Regions from separate parts of the Cricetulus griseus genome. Here region 2 is linked to region 1. The links are chromatin contacts, called in public Hi-C maps. All regions are on one chromosome and are shown on one strand. The core of a region is the stretch at or near the end of the contact, and the rest is flanking DNA. Distances in the headings are between cores, read along the strand shown.

What was found. Hi-C and Micro-C count contacts between places; a contact is called where the count stands out from the background.
Region 2: a Hi-C map of the CHK-Q cell line shows a contact between it and region 1, with 3 times the contacts expected there. The contact joins the enhancer-like site here to the promoter of Bach1 in region 1. A contact is called at or near these places in 2 of 8 Hi-C or Micro-C datasets (the CHK-Q cell line and fibroblasts).

The regions. Positions count from the first base shown.
Region 1 is chr4:9,681,972-9,688,142 of CriGri-PICRH-1.0, forward strand. It overlaps Bach1 (transcription regulator protein BACH1), which reads right to left and starts at 2,177. Exons shown (of 5, transcript XM_027412340.2): 1 at 2,050-2,177.
Region 2 is chr4:9,777,768-9,784,210 of CriGri-PICRH-1.0, forward strand. Map3k7cl (MAP3K7 C-terminal-like protein) reads right to left here. Exons shown (of 4, transcript XM_035444433.1): 3 at 4,045-4,160. Among named protein-coding and RNA genes, the nearest start is that of Map3k7cl, 25 kb to the right of the region's middle. Within about 2 kb of position 1,919, at least 5 of the 6 cell types and tissues checked have open chromatin away from gene starts, as enhancers often do. A contact at or near this core is called in fibroblasts, where this site is marked.

The sequences.
Region 1 (6,171 bases), core at 927-3,426:
TAATATGTGAGAGATACATGACTGATAGATAATCCCTAAACCTAAAGCAACAAAGTAACCACTTCCCTACTACAATTGTTTTAGAGGAACTGAACTTGTCATCTTTCTTGGGGCCCATGCAATGGTTGAGTGGGTAAAGGCACTTGCCACCAAGCTAGATGACCTGAGTATGAGTCTCAGAACCCGAGGGATGGAAGGAGAGACACACAACTACAAACTGCCCTCTGATAAATGAATAAATAAATAAATGTAAAGAAAACTTACAGGGAAAAAAAACTTCACTCTTTTGGCCAAAGGGAAGAAGCCAGCTCTCTGCCCCCTCATACACATTTCCATTTCTAAACTTTGCACTGAGTGAGTGACTGCTATGTGTATGTGCTCATTATTTCAAGCAAAAAAGCAATCACACGAGATCCATAAAATCAAGAGAGTGAGGCAGACACACACTGTCTTCCCACAGAGCTCTCCTTCTAGTCTTGACCCAGGAAAACCTGCTGACTCTGTCAGCTACCACCTCTCTGACCCTAGAAACTAGTTATGCAGGAAACCCTAAAAGCCCTGAGAGGAAATCCCCTTTGTGGCCTCATCAAAAACAAACTTTTACAAAGAATGACTGAAGCGTGTATTCCCCACTCAACATCAACACTAAAAACGAAACAATTAATTAAGGACATCAAGAGAAGGAAATGTTTCCTTCCAGTACTGTTGAATGCCTTACTTCTATCTGAAATTTCTCCGGCACAAATTGGTTCTCCCGCAGTGGGCCACGAGGCTGCTGTTTAAACACCACCTCGGTGTTATACTTGGCCACGTCCTAAGCGTGATCTCCCACGTCACCCACTGATTACCTGTATCAAAACACACACCCCGCAGCTGGCCCCCCCTCCGGCCTCCTGAAGCAACCCCTCATGAGTGCAGCTCAACCTTTTATAGTGGAGGCATGTGATGTGCGTATCTGCACCAGCTGTTCCTAATTACCTCTCAGACTGGGGTGAATGACTCAGCAACACAAACTCTTTTAAAGAGTCACCCTACCTTGTTATCCAACCAACGTAGCAAACAAAGGGAAGCCACTTGACAGATCCGTCGGTTAAACAACAATACAAGAGGCGATCACTCCTCCAAAGCCACCCAACTCCAGGATGAATCACCGGGAGCGCCCCCCCCCCCGCCCCCTTACACTACCTTATGATGTCCAAAGCCAGAAGTGGCAAGCGCCTTCAAGCCCAGCCCGGAGCTTGCACCACTACCGCAGCAGGAGCAGGAAGAATAGGCCAACCCATACCTCTTCCCATTTCTCTGAACGTGTGTAGCGCTCAAAAGCTCCGCCACTAACAAATCTAGGGTGTCCACCCTTCATTCTGTCTGAACTGCCTTCCACGCAAGGCTGAAAGGAGTGCTCAAATACCTAAACAAAGACCCAGCAGGGGCATCCTCCATAGCGAGCGGTCACAACTCCATACAGTTCTCCGAAAAGAGCAGCATCCTGCTAAAACAGCCTTTGTTCTTCCAAGCCTGTCTCTGGAGCTGGATTTTCCCACACACGTTCTTTCAGAATTACTACAACGCCTGCCTTGACTCAGCCCATGCTGAACGTAGAGAGCTCACTACATAAAAGCCATCGACGCAATCCCACACTAAATGACACCAAAGTGCCGGGGAACAACGAGAGCGCGTTGGCCCTGGCGCTACCAGACGCGAACACAAAGCTGGTGTCGTTGTCACCCAGTCCCACTCTGCCCGTGCAGTGCGGATCTAAAGGACAATCGTGCGTACAGCTGCAACAAAGGGAAGCCCGGGCCGCGGCCCGGGGTGGTCCTGGCGTCCGGGCCGGCTCGGCCTTGGCCCCCGCACGCAGGCAGAGCGGGACGCGGCCCGCGGAGCTCGGTGCAGGGCGGCGCCGGCTCGGCCGACCCGGAGAGTCCGCGCGGCGCGTAAACGGCGCGCGGCCCGCCGCCCCCTCCAGGCCCGCGCGGCCGCCCGCCTGGAGCCCGGCTGACCCCCGGGAAGGACGGAAGGACGACAGCCCCCGCCGCCCGAGCCACTCACCGGAGCCGAGGCGCGGCGCGGCCCGACTGCAGGCGGCAAGCGGCGGTCAGGTGACTCACTCCCTCCGCGCGGCCAGCCGCCCGTCCCCTCCCCTGCGCTCCGCTCCACTCCGCCACCGCCGCCAGCGCCTCCCGGCGCTAAGGCCCGCCCCGCCCCGGCCCCGCCCCCGGGCCCGCCCCGTGGCCGAAGCCCTGCCAAGCGCCGGGCCACGCCCCGTTCCAGGCCACGCCCTCCCTCCCCTGGTGAGCTCCTCCCCGTGTGGCCTCGGGCCCCTACTGTGCTGCGTTCTGGAGCTTGAAGCCCACAGCCTGACCTCCAACCCCGTCTTCCTACCTGTGCCTTAAGTGACACGGTGATAAGCTACCGGGGACCACCTCATCCTCACCTACTGAGGGAAGAAAAGAAAGGCTGACGGCTCCACACCCACAAGGGTTGTTGCATTGCTCAGGGTAAACCGCCCCCCCAAACAGGTCAGATAAGGATCTTATACCCACCCACCCACCCCAGAAACCTTGGAGGCTCGTCTTAGCCAAGCTCCTGGGCTGCTTTCCAGTGGGGGCGCGAGAGCCTGGTGTTTGAACTTGCCGAAAGGGGTGTGTCAAGAAAGTCTGCCTGGCTCTGGGCAGGTCTTTCAGGAGCAGGTTTGAGAGGAGGAGGCTGTGGCCCCTCTCAGTGATCACTAACTTCCCTCCAAGTTGTTTGTGTCAGACGAGGCCCTTCCTTGAAAACCACAAGGCATGTGACCTGGAGTGTAGTCTGCTCATTATAAGCCACTAATATGCAAGAGTCCCCAGATCAAATCCCTTTGCTGCTTGCACTCCGCACACACTGCTTTGAGAGTTACCCCTGTACCCTTAATGCTTGCCTGAGTAATCTGCACTCTTTTGTTTTGTTTTGTTTTTGTTTTTCAAGACAGTTTCTCTGTGTGGCCCTGGCTGTCTTAGAACTCACTCTATAGACCAGGTTGGCCTGGAACTGGGATATCCCCCTGCCTCTGCCTCCCACGTGCTAGGATTAAAGACCTGTGCTTCTTGTCCTCTGGCTGTGATCGGCTGCATTCACCAAGGAGCAAACACATTGTGCTGGGCTTCACATCCGAAATATTGTACAGTGTCCGGCAGCCTATGTCTGTCCATCTATGCTGTAGCTGCCGGGAAACATGGACCCAGTTTCAACGGCTGGTGGTGTCAGCCGCTCCCTCCGCTCAAACCCTGGCCATGCTCTCACACTCCGCTGCTTATTCCAGTATTTATCCAGTTGTTCACTTTCATTTTTTATTGTATTCACGGTTGTTCAGAGCCGTGCCTTTCTGCACGACTGCGTGCACACTTGGTAAAACTTACCAGTCTGTAGAAAGAGCGGGCTGCACTGGCCAACCTGATCAGACAGAAGCAAGGAATCACCACCCCTAAGGCCTAGAGCCCCTGAGCCCTGTAATTTGTGGAAAGGAATAATACTGCTGACTTTTGAGTTCAAGTGGAAAGATGGAGAAAAATGGGTGGCAAAACACCAGCAAACCCAAAATGTATGTACTCCTTAAACACAAGCAGACAGCTCAGGGGCTCAGAGAGAGGGGTGGCTACCAAATAGTAATATCATTCTCATTATTGCATCTGTTCATTGTGTAAACTCTTGTGGGTTGAGGACATTCAGTTACCTCCAAAATATGTGAGAAGATGGCCTGTGTGAGGTGGCAATGTCAGCGTTGAAGTGATAGCTTCAAGAGGAAGAGACGGCAGAGCAAAAACCAGGGCTCAGCTGAGATAAATGTGGTCCAGCAGGCTACAGGGGGGCAGGGCAGGGGGGGATCAAGAGATGGATGTCGTCGGTGGCATTTTCCGATGCCTGAGTTCATGGTGCAGGTATTGAGGGTGCAGAGAAAGGAGGGAAGACACTTAGGGAGAGACCCTGCAAGAAGGATGAGGGATGAGGGCTCTGGGAGACACCCGAGTTCCAATGCTTCAATCACTCTCCTTCCATTCTGAGGCAAGGGAACTGTAGTCTGCCTTCTTTTCACACCTCTAATGTGCATTGCTTTGATAAACTGCCTTGTGCTGTGTGGTATTAGCTCACCCAGAAGCCCCCTCCAAACATGCTTACCCTCACTTGTCCTACAAGAACATCTCTCTTAGCATGGCTGCCCCCCAACTCTACGACAAGGAGGAAAGAAAAACAACAAAGAAAACCAAAAGTGAAAGCCTTGTGCCATGCCATGACAACAGCTAAGAAGGAGAGCCATTTCCAAACAGAGGCTACTATTGCTTTTCCCGTGTTATGAAAAGGTCTACTGCTGTGAAACAATCCTTCTGTACGCTGTGAATATGTGTTGCTCCCGTTGATTAGTCAATGGCTAGGCAGGATTTTCAAGGCAGAGAAAATGTTGGATGGAAAAAGGGTGTGACATCATCGAGCAGGGTGGGAAGTACATAAATGAGGTATATGAGCTTCAGGGCAGCACACAGATTAATAGAAGTGGGCTACTTTAAGTTATAAGACCCAGCTAAAAGCAAGCCTAAGTTATCGACCGAGCATTTGTAATTAATACTAAAGTTTCTGTGTGGTTATTTGGGGAGCAGCTGGCGGGACAGAGGTGATCAGCAGTCTGGACAGAAAACTCCAACTACAGTCTACAGTGGGAAAAAGAAATCAAAAGTTCAACCGTGAGAGTCTCAGTCATGGGGAGAAGGCTCAGCTGGGAACTCGAGCTGTCTGCTTCAAACTCCATCGTCAGGTACCGCTTGATGTTGTAGGAGCCTTATGTGATGGAGTTGTCTCTAAATGCTGTTTGCTTTACACTTAGAAGCCTCACTTGAAGGGACACTGTGCCTGGGACTCTCGATAGGGAACTGCAGATATCCACCTTACAGGTATTTCCCTGGTCTATTTCCGCTGGACGTTTTGAGTACCCAATTTTGTGATTTATTAATCTGTCCATCTACAGATTATTCATTCTTCTTATTCATTCTGTAACTTTGGCTTCTGTATACTGAATAAATCAACTCACTCAAGACTAGAAAATATGGCTATTGTAGATAATTCTCAGAATGACACCTATGAAGTCTTTCTCTGGTGGGTATGAACATTCTTCTCTTCTCTAGACCATGACTTTGACATTTTTCTCACCGGATCATGATGGCCTGTATTCTAATCAGTCATATTGAACTCCCCTACAAAGGCATATGGAGATGTTGAGACTGTCCGGACAGCCAGTAATCTACTGGTCCTGCTTCCCTGACATTCTAATTCCATAGGATGCAGCTTTTGTCATACATCATCTTCTCACACATATGTATTACAACGTTTATTCCAAAAATCATACTCTCTTTTCAAACATTTCTCATCTCTAGTCTCTTTTGAGACACAATACTGGCTTTGTCTTAAAAGCAAAATTGTATCATTAACACTGAGAAGCATTTAAATAATTCCAAGTCACAAGCCAAGAAGAGATTTTTTTTCCAAAGAAATCTAAATATATCCACCATCATTTTCTGTTCCAGGGACAGAATGCCTTGCATGGCTCTCAAAATGAAAAATGTAAATCCTACCATGAAGCAGCAGCACATGGTGACTATAAAGGAAAACATGGCACAATATTTGGACAAGACATAACATATATGCCATAGCAAGTGATGATTGGGCCCTTTCTTTTCCCCTTTCCTAAACAGGGACAATCTGCATGTTCACATATACTACTCAGGCACACTCAGCTCTGTGTCTACTCTCCTCGGTCACCCCTACACATCCTCGAACCCTGGCCCAGGACATCCTTCATAGTGCCGCCACTCTCTTGACTTTCTGAAAGTAACCATTCACTAATTCCATCAGCAAAAATTCTGGATGGGGGCAAAATCTAGGCTTTGAAGTGGGAGTAAGGGATGCTGAGATAAAACAAATTGTTTACCTGCAGAAACCCTGCTATTCAACACTCCCTCAGGGGTGATGAAGAACCGAAGTCATGGCCCCTTCATTTGAAACTGCAACTCTCTCTCTCTCTCTCTCTCTCTCTCTCTCTCTCTCTCTCTCTCTCTCTCTCCCTTTCTCTCTCCCTCTCTCTCTTCCCCCTCTCTCTCTCTCTCTCTCTCTCTCCTCTCTCTCTCTCTCTCTCTCTCTCTCTCTGTGTGT
Region 2 (6,443 bases), core at 669-3,168, 96 kb after region 1:
TCTAGTCTCTTGCCCAACAAGCATTACATCCAAGCTCAGACCAGGCAGTGTGTTTATTCTCATTGGTGGGTTGGTCTTGGGAACCACATACTGCTGGGAAATGACTTCCAATCCCATACTTTACCCAGGAGGGAAGCTGCACACATCAGACATCATGAGAAAGAGTACGCTGTGTGCCCACCTACTATTACCAACATCTGTGGGACATACCACTCTTATTGTTTCTTTATGACCATGAAAACACAATTTCTAAACTGAGTAAATGTGTAAGACCCATATGCCTGGAGTACAGCTCAAGGTTCCAGTCTCCTTGTGTTCACATTACACAACCTTTTTCCAAATCTCACCCGATGAGTGTAGTAGTGCAGATAAAAGTGGCCTTTCTCTGCTCACTCTGTGACAGTGGCCTACTGATATCCTCTCCATCCCCAAACTTTGAGAGACTTCCCCAGAACTTGGCTTCAAAATATTTCTTCGAAAATGATCTAAGGCAACAAATATTTCTATTTAAACACAAAAATCTCTGTTGGCAGTTTCAGAATGAGTTAAATACCATGACAAAACACAAACAAAAAGAGGACTATTTTTACATTAAAGTTTTACAAGTAGCCCAAGTACCCCTTCCCACATTTCAATATTCCCCTAGATAAGCTATTATTCTCCACAATCATTTTACATAAGACATAAGCATGCAGGTCTTAAAATGTCTGTGGGTTCCTAATACAAAAAAAAAAAAAATCCCTCTAATGCTTCACTTGAACCCACTAAAGTTGTGTGATCCTCTTACGCAATAATTAAAAAGAAAACCCTCTTAAAATTGGGCAATGTATCTAAACAAATATTTCCCCAAGAAAACAGAAATGGCCCAGAAGTGCATAAAAGTTGTGCAACATCATAGCCACCAGGGAAATGTAAATCAAAACCACAATGACACATCATTGCCATCTCCTAGCGTTGGTATCCTCAGAACGGAGCAAGCACATGAGGACATGTGCAACGATTAGAACTCTTCACACATGTTTATAGCGGCGTTATTCAAAATACTGAACAGTACAAACAACCCAGGTGTACATTAGCCAACAGATGGCATATAAGATGTGGACAACAGGATATTATCCACAGATAAAAAGAACAAAGCACTGGTGTGTGATACGTGGATGAACTTGAAACATTACTCTTGTGAGAGTCACATCAAAACCCATTACACGATTACAATCACTGAAAAAATGTCCAGCAGCAAGCTGATAGGCACAGGAAACAGGTTTGTTTGCTAAAATGGCTAGGAAAGAGGGACAATGAGAGGGACTGCTTAAGACTACAAGATTTCCTTCTGAGCTGATGAAGATCATCTACAACCACGATGACGGCTACACAACACTGAAACCCTGCAGAGCCCTAAACTGTCAAACAGAAAAGTCCATCTTTTATAACGATCTTTTTCTGTTATCTTTTCAGGGAGGTTCGTATAGAGACCAGAAAACTGCTTTCTCCACCAGACAAGATAGGATCATGTCTAGAACTCAGCAACCTTTATAGCTGGTTGTAGTTTAATTGGATATTTTAAATCATTTCTGTCTATCAGTGCTAGATTTCTAAAGCTATATGATGGACAAAAGAAGCTATGTATACTGAGTGAAAATTCTTGGAAGATGTATCAGAAAGATATATAATGCTATAATATATGCAATTATAAGGAATATGGTTACATACAAAAAGATATAGATGCTCCAACTAACGTAGGAACTGACTCTATACATCACTGGTCATAAGCCAGAAATGAATTTAAACAAATAGGATTTATCCCATGGTGAGTAAACTGTGAAAAGCTTTGACTATCTTTATCCACCCAATGGACTTGCACAGTAAGAGTTCTATCAACTCTGCCTCTCGCTGTAAGTGCTCCCAAACTTGATCCAGGGAGACCTCCTCTGGAGATATGAGAGAAATTCAGTCTCAAGTTCAAACATCAGGCTGTGCACTGCACACACAATTCCAATAAAGAAAATATCGCTTTTAAAATACTTTAGAATCTTTGTGTCTCACTTGCATGAGCCAGTTGTCAAAGGCATCAAAGTCAGCCACACTTTATGAAGTGTTGGGAGAGAAATTCGCATCAGAATCATTTTTTAATGGAATGCTAACTTCGTGGGTCAAATCCATATGGCCTGATTTATCTTGCTTGAAAACAAAGACTTCAGAAAAGGATCTGTTACAAAATGAACCACTGGCACACTATAGCATAATGAAAAAACAGTACAGCTAATAGCCCTTAGAGAACGCACTCTATACAGTAACGACTCTAACCACACTTGTGATTTAACAGTTATCTTAGTAACCCTTACTGGTATCAATGCCATATTTTAAATACAGGACCATAGCAATACAAAGAGAATATGTTTATGCAGAGGACATTACTGCAACCTATAATGGGCTACCTTAAATCAACCTCATTCGTATTTGACATCTATGATCAGCTCCACAGTGGATGATAAGGAGACAAAGAGATGCTAAAGAAAGCAAGTGCAGGGGGGGGGTGGGTTCCCACAGGAGAGACAGAGCATCGTAAAGACAGGGATAAACTTAAACATGATTACTGACAGCATTAGCTTACTGAAAGTTCAAAGGGTCATTCAGCAGCTCTTCCATAGCCGAGGAAAAGATCTGATCACCACAGGCAAGGGCATGGGCTGGGCCTTCCTACAGGAATTGCTGCCAGTGGAGCAGACACAGACAGGACCCAGCTCCATCCTGGGAAAGAATAGGACTATGCAATTGAGGCAGGGTCAAGGTAGGAAGTTCTACAGAGGTTCCTAGGCATATTGAGGTATGTGGCTACAACACTGGACACTCTCAGAAGTCACACTGTGCTGACAAATGCATCCTAAAAAATCTGGACAGCTTATGGAGACTCTACAACCCAAAAGAAAGCCTTGGATTTGAAAACTTGTGTTTTCTGATTTCTTGACAGTTTTTAATCCCATATAGCCAAAAGTCCAAGTCAATTTTTGTGTCTGAAGTGAAGCAAAGCAGGAAATTTAGAAAAGGCTGAGTTCATTTGGTAAATGCAGTAGTCTGCTTACCAAATCCACTTATAGATATCCAACCTCTATATTGCAGTCTTCATGAGTCCCAGAATTTTCTTAAACAAAACACATTTCACCTTCATTCAGGTAGAAATTAAGCAATAAATACATTGCGACACTGCAGTAAGATGAAGGGGAAGAAGAAATACAATGTTAAAAAAACTGCCCTGCTTGTGAGTTCTATTTCATGCCCAGGCAATAATGTGTGTAACACTTAGGTGCACATAATGGACTAGGCTTCTTCAGGAACTCAACAGTGAGCAATGCCTCTGTAGCTATGTTTTAATGTGATCACTTCTTAGTCAGATGTGTAAATACTACCAACAGGTCTCCCTGGTAAGTGTGTTATAACAAACTGGCCAGTGGATGAAGACACAGCGCTTACTTTGATGCTTTTCAGGAATAAAAAAGTAAGAGTCACTAAAGATAGATGCTGGCAGAACTGAGTGCAAATAAAATGGGTTTTGTGGAACAGTCAGTAAAATTAAAGTGCTTTAATTAATTGAACTGTATAACTTTCCATAGCAGACCTGTAATGATAATAAATGCTATCATGATTAAAAAAAAAAAAAACTTGCTAGGACTATAAAATGTAATTAGGCAACTAATGCATTTACATAACTCTAAAAAGGGTTTTCATTTAATGTGGGACCTCTCCTCTTTAAACATCAATTAAAATTCACCCCAATCCAAAGTGCCCTGAGGCTCTGGGTAGAACCATAGAGAATATGGAATGGCTCTGGACGGTATTTGGTAATTTTTAATTTCTTTAACTAAAATATCTCATTTAAAAAACAATTAAGTTCTGAGTAGAAGCCTGCCCACAGCTCTCTTTCCTAGGCCGAAGGTAGAAGGACTTGATCTACCCAAGGGCTGTTGCTAGTTCTTAAAATCCCTTCCCTTCCCACCGGCCCACCGCAGTCTCTGCTTGGTAGAAGCAACTGGGTGGCCAAGTACTTACTTCCTTTCCTCAAGCAAGGCGATCTCTTTTTTGACCTCATGGTACTCCTCTGCTATTTGGCAGTGCTGTTTAAACACCTGCATGGATTCTACGGAGTCGTGACACGGCGGCAGAGGCTGCACAGACAAAGAGAAGCAATCAGTCCATTGCAACAGAGAGCAGCACCGATAATGAACATGGCACAAAGTCGAGCAACTTCTATTTGAGGGAACATAGAGAGATGATCGTGCTGACATGGGCTTTCCTGTGACATTCGTGGGCATCTCGTCCCAGAGCCCTGAGACCCGCTGGCTACACGTCGGCTACTTGCTATGTGTAGATGAAAAGTAAGTTTCCCATTGATTTGTGATCCTCCTTGGAAATTGTTAACTGCTTCAGAAAAGATCAGGGGAAACACTCCTGTTGTCTGTTTCAATTTCCCTTTTTGTCTACGCCCATGGTCCCGAGGCACAAGCCCAGAACAGCTGTCATCTGTGAAGCTGCTCAGCTCCGAGAAGACCAGACCCCTAAACCCTGCTTATGACACATGAGGCTGAACAGAGAACAGATTTGCATTTCTTCTTTCCTGCCATCAATAAGGAAAACAGGTCCACGTGGCAAACTTTTCTACATACAGCATGAAAAAAAAAATTCCAACCTCCAGTTATCATTTTTAACTAAAACCGCCATGAGTTTTTGTTCTTATTTCCACATCAGCCATGTGTGATTTAAAACATACCACTTAGAATGACAGTTAATTGTCTTTTAAGGAGTTTTTAAATCACCCCCTAATTACTTATGTGGAAAAAATTGTCAAATCTGAGAAGCATGGAAGTTTGTTGTTGAACAAGTTCTTTGGTCCTATCTGTCACTAAGATCCATGTAGGTAAACTGTCTTACTAGGTACGACTATCACTCACCTATACTAGTAAAGTGTGAACTGATGGATTTCTTATCTTACTATTTGGTCCAAAGTTCTTCAAACACACCGATTTTGGGGGGTGTCACATTTACTCGGTAAGTAACAGCAATTCAGTAAAGTGTGTGTTCAGGCTGACAGCTAAGAGGATGCTTCTCGCTCTAGAAAGTGAAGTTCTAAACAGACATACGCATTACTGACAAGTCACACTGAACATTTTGATATTTGCAATGAATACAAAATAATCATAATAAGTTGCACAGTGTTCTCCAATTCTGATTAGGACGAACTTTACATCCGTGTGAAATCCTCAGTCACTTAATTCATGTGGAATCTAACACTAATCACGTTTTGTAGTGTCTTTCCCCGATCCCTAGGAACACATTCACGGCATCAACCCAGCCGACTGCAACTGCTATGCTTTTCAATATAGAAATAATTGGAAAACCAGAACACAGTAGTATGACAATATAATTCACCCCAGGAGGCGAAGCCGTTGCCAAAGGAATTCAGAACTCCTGGCTCCTCCAGCCTGTGTCCCAGAAATCTCAACCCATCGTCCATTTTCACCTGTTCTCCTGGCAGGTTCCCAGGTGTAACAGAGAGCAGAATGAAAGCAACATACCCCAGGCTCCCAAGCCAAGCTTTTAAATCATCTGTGCCCTGTTAAAGAACTGGCCTACTGGCAGCCATGAGATTATACATGCCGTCCTGCCCTCAGGAACACCACATAAGCCACATCTGTTCAGGCGGGATTCAGCACGTCGCTTGCCACCTGCAAGTACGTGAACTGCAAATTTAGCAGCTACCTAATGTCATAGCCAAAAGAGTCTAAGGTTCTGCATGTCTGGGAGAACAAAGATGGCAGCATCCAAGGCAAGCATTGCCCTTTCTGCTGTGCTTTAAGAAGAAAACTGAGGGCTGGAGAGACGGCTCAGAGGCTGAGAGCACCGGCTGCTCTTCCACAGGTCCTGAGTTCAATTCCCAGCAACCACATGGTGGCTCACAGCCATCTATCATGAGATCTGGTGCCCTCTCCTGGTGTGCAGGCAAATATGCAAACAGAACACTGTAAACATCATAAAGAAAAATAATTTTAAAAAGAAGAAAACTGAAAATCACAAGTACACTCTCTTTAAGAGAGGGCGGTTCCTCTCTCCTCCTTCCTTTGCTTGGCACCTTGCCAAGCAAATAACTGGGATTTTTCTCCCATGACTTTGGTTTTGTGTTTTTTTAATTTTATGAGTTTTTTAATTTACTTGTGTGTTTGTCTATGCACATGCATGCAATGCCTGAGAAGCCAGAAGGTGTCAGATCCCTTGGAACCTGAGTTACAAACTGTTCTGGGGATGCTGGGGCTGGAACTCCCACCCTCTAGGGGAGCAGCCACTGTCCTTAAGTGCTGAGCCATTTCTCCAGCCCCTCTCCTTCTGTTTTTATTTGCACTTTAGCATGCTACCACTAAGTGACATCTCTAGGCCTTTTACATTTTTATTTTGGG